Regions from separate parts of the Gossypium hirsutum genome. Here region 1 is linked to region 2. A link is a contact called in public Hi-C data. All regions are on one chromosome and are shown on one strand. The core of a region is the stretch at or near the end of the contact, and the rest is flanking DNA. Distances in the headings are between cores, read along the strand shown.

Region 1 (3,986 bases), core at 855-3,354, 40 kb before region 2:
AGGAAAAGACTGCAGTTGCCAGATTCCGGCTGCATAACTTAGGCGTCCCTGATAAAATGAGAACCAGCAAGTCTTAAGAAATGCAGTCCAATCCAACTTAAAATCAGTACAATCAATTAACATTTTAATTTAGGACCAGTTTTCGTGTAACATGATAGTCGTTCTCCTCTTCAACCTAAAATGTGTTATACCAGTAGGAAATATCCGCACTCAAAATTGGCGCCTTGGCCTAGACTCTGCTACAGTGACCCGAATTGGTCTTCCATCCAAATCCTGCACCAGACAGATTTAAAGTAATTCACCATCGTTAATGAGCTTAATAGATTTCAAGACGAAGCAATTTGTACAAAATCATGCACACAAAAATCTAAGTTGCTATAGACATTCACACATGAAAGACCAAGGTAACGATGAACTTACACAACCATTCAAGGATTTAATGGCACTGTTGACCTCATCGGCAGAACTGTAAGTTACAAAGCCAAAACCCCTTGATCTACCGCTTTCCCTGTCATAAACGACTTTCGCTTCCACAACCCTGCCTTGCTCACTGAACAAGGTCTCGAGTGCTGTATCATCAACACCCCATGAAAGGTTACCAACATAGACACGATTTGAAGCTCCCATAGGAGGACCACCCCTTGCTCCCATTGAAGGACCACCTCTTGCTCCCCTAGGAGAAAATTCTTCCCTACGAGGAGGAGGAGGTCCTGAGTTTACCCTCAATGCTCTCCCTTCCAATTCCTGCAAACAGAAGATAATTTTACGATAATCTCAAAACAAGCTTGTGATAAAAACTACAGACATTATTAATTAATCACTTTTATTGGGAGGTATTTAGATACTAAAACAGTAAAAATTTTGAGCAAACTTGACATTTCAAACACCCCTTTCCCCCACCATGCTGCAAAAGAGAATGCGGAAGAAAGTTTAAAGCAGCTACTCCATATGTCGATCAGATTTATATGCAAGAGTAGGTTTTAAAGCTAAAACAAGAAATTGCTACTCAAAATTTCTAATAATATGTAAGAATATGTTCATGATAAACTAAAAAAATGAAAAGGCACATTGTTTGGGATAGACATGTAACAAAGATGATCCAATTAAGCAATGTGGAAAGCACTAAATAGTCATCGCATATGAAAAAAAAAAAGACTTACATAGCCATTGAACTGTTGAGTAGCAGCTTCGACTTCCTCGATTGTGCACATGGTTACAAATCCAAATCCCCTACTTCTCCTAGTTACCTTGTCGTAAATCACCTGCAATATTTCACCACATTAAACGGAGTGAACAATTTGATTCTAAGTCTACAAATGATTGAGAAACATAAAACCGGGTAATCAATAAGTAAAAACAAAAAAGTAAAACAAAAGTACCTCAACCATCTCAACATTTCCGGCGTTTTCAAACAAACCCGCAAGCTGGGCACTATCCACAGTAAAAGGAAGATTACCCACAAAAAGTTTCAAGTCAGGTGAGAAAGTAGGAGACCTTTCTTCATCATCGCTGCCAAATAAGTCCTCTTCCTGGTCATACTCAGAAGAAACAGCAACGTTTGTCAGGAACCCGGAAGAAAAAGAGGACTTTTTGGTTAAAAGCTGGAAACTTGGAAGAGCAGAACAGAAGAGAGGCTTTGCATGGGGGGTAGGAGAAAGGGAGAAGAGAGAAAGTGAATTGGGAGTTGAGTCGGATAAAGATAGAACTTTGGGTTTGAGCGATGGGAGAATAAGAGATGAGGCAGATGTTGCAGACATGGCTGGTGTGGTTCCTTTAACCTTCGTTCTCAAAAGATAAGGTTTTCGAAATGGAAGAGGAGGAGGAGGGTTTAAGAAGAGCTGTGAGGTTAGGTTAGATATTTATAGCGGGAGAAATGGAAAAAAGATATCAGCCTAGCCTAGCCTTTTCCATTTTCGGTGGGATTGAGATATTGGGAGCAAGTTGAGTTGGCTACTTGGCTACATTACGAGATCTCGGCCGTTCGATTTTGATGATCAGAAGATTTCAGTAGATATTTTGTCTTCTGACAAAAGCTGTTGGAGTTTAGTTCCCAACTTCCCATGCCATTCTTTCTCCTGCTGTCTTTCTTTGTCTTTGGTTTGGTTTGGTTTGGTTTGGTTTTGGTTATCACAATTGACAAAAGCCCCCGATAGCAATGAAAATATTACAAATTTCAACTGAAAATGGGTCAGACTGGCCTACAATTTATGGGTTTAACACTTCAGGCCTAAGCCCTACAATATATGCATTCATGTCTAAGTTAAATTTTCTTAGTAAAAGTCCTCTTCAATATTGAATACATTCATCGCTTTATAACAAAATTAGAATAATTTAATTCATCACAATTAAAAATAATTAATCACATTATTAATGATTTATTTCAATTTAATTTTAGATAATTTTCATTGGTGAGCCTTTAATATTTACATATTCAATTAATTTGACCTTATTTCTTAAAGAAATTTGAAAAAATATATAAAAAATTAAAATTCTAAAAAATAAAAAAATAATAATATATATAAAATTTAGCTTTAAAAAAATAGTAATACATACAAAAAAAAAGACAGCATGCGAAAACATTATTATTATATCAATCAAATTTATGTAAAATAGATAAAAATTATTAATGTTGTAATTAAATTTCATCATACACTCATTTTTTATATTGGGCCCTGTTAGTTGGACTTCAGTTTGTCAACCAAAAGACTTATGGAGGGCTTGGGTTTCAACAATTGAAAGATTATATCACTTCTTTTTTATTAAAGTTGGGGTTTAACATTCTGTCGAGTTCAGAGGCTTTGTGGGTTCGTGTGTTACAGGCGAAGTATGGGATTAAGGATGGCATACCCTTCAGTATCGCTCATAGTAATTGCTATTTTCTTTGGTGATCTCTATCTGAGCTGTGGCTTCTACTTAAAGAAAATATTTTCTAGTCAGTTGGAAATGGTATCTCTATTAAGTGTTGGAGGGATAGTTGGATTACAGAGATCAGCCTATTGATTAACCTTATTCCAGCAAGTGCTAACATGGTCACTGATTGTTGTTTAAATATGATGGTTATTGATGAAGGAACATGGAATCCGAAAATTTTTCGAGTTTGGCTTTTTGAATATTTAATTAGACGCATTACTGGCATCCTTCCTCCACATCTTGCAACAAGGCCTGACAAAATTGCTTGGTTGAGAACCACTTCAAGGTGTTTCTCTATCAAAACGTCTATCGTATGATTAAGGAAAGTTTGTGGAATCCTAAGGAGGAAGCTTGGAATTTGCCATGGAAGGTTAAGGGACCTCAAAGCGTGCGAGTTTTTCTTTGGTTGGCTCTTAAACAGCGGTTGCTTACTCAAGTAGAATGGCAAAAGTGTAGCGTGGGTAGTGACACAAGATGTCTAATCTGCAGCCATGAAGCAGAAGACATGTTGTATGTTTTAAGGGATTGTGATGCAGCGAATAATGTATGGAACCGTATCTTCCCCCATAAACTAACCATATTCTTTCCAGGTAATTTGCAGGAATAGATTAAATCTAATTTGGAAAATCAACTCAACATAGTCTGAAGGAATGCCAATTCGTCATGCTTCTCTGGCCTAGTTGCTTGGCGGATATGGAAGAACAAGAATATTTACACTTTTAATGGCATGTCGTGAAGTGTAGAGAAGATTGTCAAAGTCTCACACAATTGGGCTAATCACTACATTGCAGCTTGTAATGGAGGCAATGTAGTGAGACCTACTTCAAGAGTGGATATGGTGGAAATAGTAAGGTGGATCCGAGTAAGATTTGATGGAGCTGTTAAAACCAACATAAGTTGCGCTGCGGTAGGCGGTGTATTGAAAAACCATAATGGAGATTGGATACTTGGTTACAACCGCAACTTGGGGAAATGTTCTATTTTTTAAGAAAATTTATGGGGTATACTCGATGGTGTGATACTGACACAAGGAAGACAACATGATAGAATTTTGGTGCAAATAGACAATATAGGAG
Region 2 (3,602 bases), core at 1,017-3,516:
TGAGATACATGATTACTTGACAAGAAATAGATTCCAACTGGAAAATACATACAGGAGTAGACTCTAGACTTCACTAAAATGACAAACTCGAATTCATATCACTTTAGTTATGTGAATGAATACGATAGACTACAATGGAACCCCTAAAGACTCAATGCAGATAATTGATTCCCTTTATTTTTAGATTTATTGAAAGTTTCATAGCCAAGCATGTTCAAGGACGTGGGTTTGTTCCTGCAATGCCAGCACCACGACCTGCTGGAATTGGCACCTCAAAACCAGGGTTTGGAACGAATGTGTCATCACCACCTAGAAGCTGGCGATTTCCACCAATTGTGCTGCCAACATGGCGGCCACTGCTTATAGAATGGGGGTGCCAGTGCCGATAGTGTGTGGATTGTGATGTTTGAAAACTGGTGGCAGCAACACTCGTCCAAGGTCTGGAATGAGCACACTACGGTCATGTTTTAGAAATTCAGGCTGTTTCATTTGATCATCATTCTTCGAGATGTCACGTGCTGCAATGGCTTGCCCAGCAATAACAAACAGAATGCTGAGCATGAAAACATCAGTAAGCAAGGAACTAATTTTGCAAGCCATTATCAGAGTAAGTAAGACTGAGAGCTAAGATTGGTTCTGATATGATGGGGAGAAGGGATTAAATAATGCTTCTTATAGAGAAGGTCTAAGTGAGTTGGTTGATCAATTGGCGGTGAGTTAGAAAGAGCATTCCATTTTAAAAGCACCATTGAAGGAGACGTCCCATAAAAACAGAAGCAAAGCATGCAATAATTAGCATGAATTGCATGGGTTCAGAATTGTACCATGCTCAAACGATGTGCATTCTGCACTTTTTGAATGATTTGTATTGTATATATTTATTCTCAGTAACATCGTTAGTGACTGGATCCTGCTGTTTTCACCATGCATGATAGCCTTCCAGTTTTCAATTTGTTTCTTTGATGTCGGTAACCTTGTGATATAAACTCATTGTGGATAATATTTTTTCAATTTATAACAATCAATATTGTAGCTTATTATTGAGTATTATTATAAATAAATCATTGCAATATATGTAAAAACAATTTTAAAATATAAAAATTTATTAATATATATTAATATATGTAAAAAACAACTTTTCCAGAAAATATTTTCAGGAAATCTGTCAAACAGCAGAAAATATTTTACACAGATTCAATCAAACACCAGAAAATATTTTCCAGTAAGTCATTTTCCAGAAAAGTAAAACATTTTCCAGAAATGATTTTACGGAAAACATTTTACTGCCAATCAAACAGACCCTCAATTTGAATTTTTTCGAATCCAGTCAAAAAATTTTGAGTCGAGTTGAGTCGAATTAACGAATCTTATTATTTATACTCAATGTTTCGTTTACATGGATCAGTTATTTTACAAGTAGACGAAGTACAAGCTTTTAGATTAATTTTGAGTAAAGGAAAAAAGGAGAGCGAAACGATTCAGGAAGGAAAGTAAGACTAATGGATAAATATTTATCAAAATAACTAGTTTTGCCTTTTAATTTGATAGTTTTGATTTTTAACTTTAGAAAAAGTAAACATTTATCAAAACGACACAGTTTTGTCTTTTCTTATTTGGATTTTCGGATAACTCGAATTAGGGGTGAGCGTTCGATTGAACCAATTGAAACCGTTTGAGTTAAATTAGAAAAAATAACAATGTTAAATTAAAATCTTGTACAATATAACTAATTCCATGTTAGAACACAAATTTGAAACAATATATATTTGAAAACTTTTTTAAGCAAAATAATAAAAAAAATAAGATATTTTAGCATGATAAACTTGAATTATTAATCACTTATTTAGATTCTAAAATTATTATTTTAGTAAAAATTTTATATTAAAAAAAATATAATTTTTTTTAAAAAATATAAATTTTAGGAATTTCTATAAATATTTTGAATTTTAAAAATTATTTTCAAAATTTGAAAATTACATTTGATTTTATTGTAATTTTTGTTAATAGAGAAACTAATTTGTTTATTTTCAAAATTGACAGGGACTTAACTCTAACTCGAAATCTGAAATCTGAAATTTTTTATTCGAGTTGGATCGAATAACTCGATTCAATTAACTTAAAATTTAAAATTATTTTTAATTTTTTCGAATCGAATCAAATTTTACTGATCGTTATATTTAACATTGTTTTTCACAGTAGCATCTAAATGAGCCTATTTTCTTTGAATGGGCAAGAGAAGTAGCCTTCTTAGATGGGCCTTAGTGGATTATGGGAATATTTTGACAATCAGTTTGCCCATTGGGTCTGACCCGAGTTACCTGGCTTTTCCATGGAACCCATTGATTTGTTCGAAGGCTTTGATTTTCACGATAAAAATTATGCATATGATTTCTTAATATAAGTGATAAATTAATGGGTTTAATAAAAAAAACTAAATAAAAATGAAGTTAACTAATACGAACTCTGAGGATATGGACTAATCTAACGGAGATTTACATGTGCTAGTTGGACCAATTATGAGAGCTGGAGCTAAAAGGATTCAAAAAGCATTTTTGGAGATGAAGTTGAAGCATGGAACAAGGTGGTGAACCCTCTTGCAAGTTGATATTGGTGAACCGCTATGACTTAAAAGGCTTTTTCTAAGATTATAAATGTTTTAATTATGTCATCTAGGGCTTCTCATCATCCCATTAAACTTTTAACTTCAACAAATTTGATTTTAGTATTAATTAGACTCGTGTTACCTTTCTTTAGGTTAACATTAGTTTAGTCTACGCAAAATAATTAAAATTAATCAAAAAGAGATTTTTCTCTAAATTTTATGTTTATTTTACTATTGTTTAGCTTCGAATGAAGTGATGTAACACCCCCTATCCGTATCCATTGCCGGAATAGGTACGAGGCATTACCGGAGTTTATTGAACATTTTTCAGATAATTCTGAGTCATTTATTATTCATATTTTGAAAATAATCATAACGTCTCTCTATTGGCCCTTGAAGCCTCAAACATGCATTAAAAACCAACTGGAATTAAATCGGGATCATAAAAAATTTCGCAAAGTCTTAAATATTTTCATCTAAGTACTTACCATTTCAATGCTTCTTATAATTAAACATGTTACCATTCAATCAATAGCTTGACACTTGCCTAAGCGTCAAACAACATCATTGTTAGTATACTTGCACATATTTCATATAAATTCAACATTGATATACTTATTTTCTCGACATGTCATGCTTGAGTTTAATAATTGTCTTTACTTACATAATTTCCTTGTATCAACATATCAAAGATAATCATATATGTACATGTCATGAAACATATCATTCTCTTACCGTTTCTTCATAAGTATATATCAATCATTTCATTATATCAATATTTTATGCTCCATCATTTCCATTTATTTTATGTATATTTGTTCCGGTAAAGTTTATATCAAACTTAACATAAATTATATTCCATGTACTTATTCTTATTTCGTTTATTTATCTTCATAATTATTTCATACAACTATTTTGTACATACATTTCCATATGACCAGTTCTTGTAAACATTTCACACAACCATTTCATATAACCATTCGTCATCTGATACATATTA

Evidence for each region. A called contact is a pair of places that touch in the nucleus more often than the background predicts.
Region 1: a contact with region 2 is called in a Hi-C map of leaf, with 2.2 times the contacts expected there. The contact joins the promoter of LOC107889598 here to the enhancer-like site in region 2. A contact is called at or near these places in 6 of 34 Hi-C or Micro-C datasets (hypocotyl and leaf).

What each region holds. Positions count from the first base shown.
Region 1 is chrA09:75,130,963-75,134,948 of Gossypium_hirsutum_v2.1, reverse strand. It overlaps LOC107889598 (29 kDa ribonucleoprotein A, chloroplastic), which reads right to left and starts at 2,104. Exons shown (of 5, transcript XM_041076751.1): 1 at 1,380-2,104; 2 at 1,161-1,262; 3 at 421-744; 4 at 192-273; 5 at 1-48. The coding sequence starts at 1,757. The coding sequence ends at 211.
Region 2 is chrA09:75,091,970-75,095,571 of Gossypium_hirsutum_v2.1, reverse strand. It overlaps LOC121206205 (a long non-coding RNA gene), which reads left to right. Exons shown (of 2, transcript XR_005901227.1): 2 at 185-908. Among protein-coding and RNA genes, the nearest start is that of LOC121206205, 3.0 kb to the left of the region's middle. Within about 2 kb of position 2,266, at least 1 of the 9 cell types and tissues checked has an H3K27ac peak or open chromatin away from gene starts, as enhancers often do. A contact at or near this core is called in leaf, where this site is marked.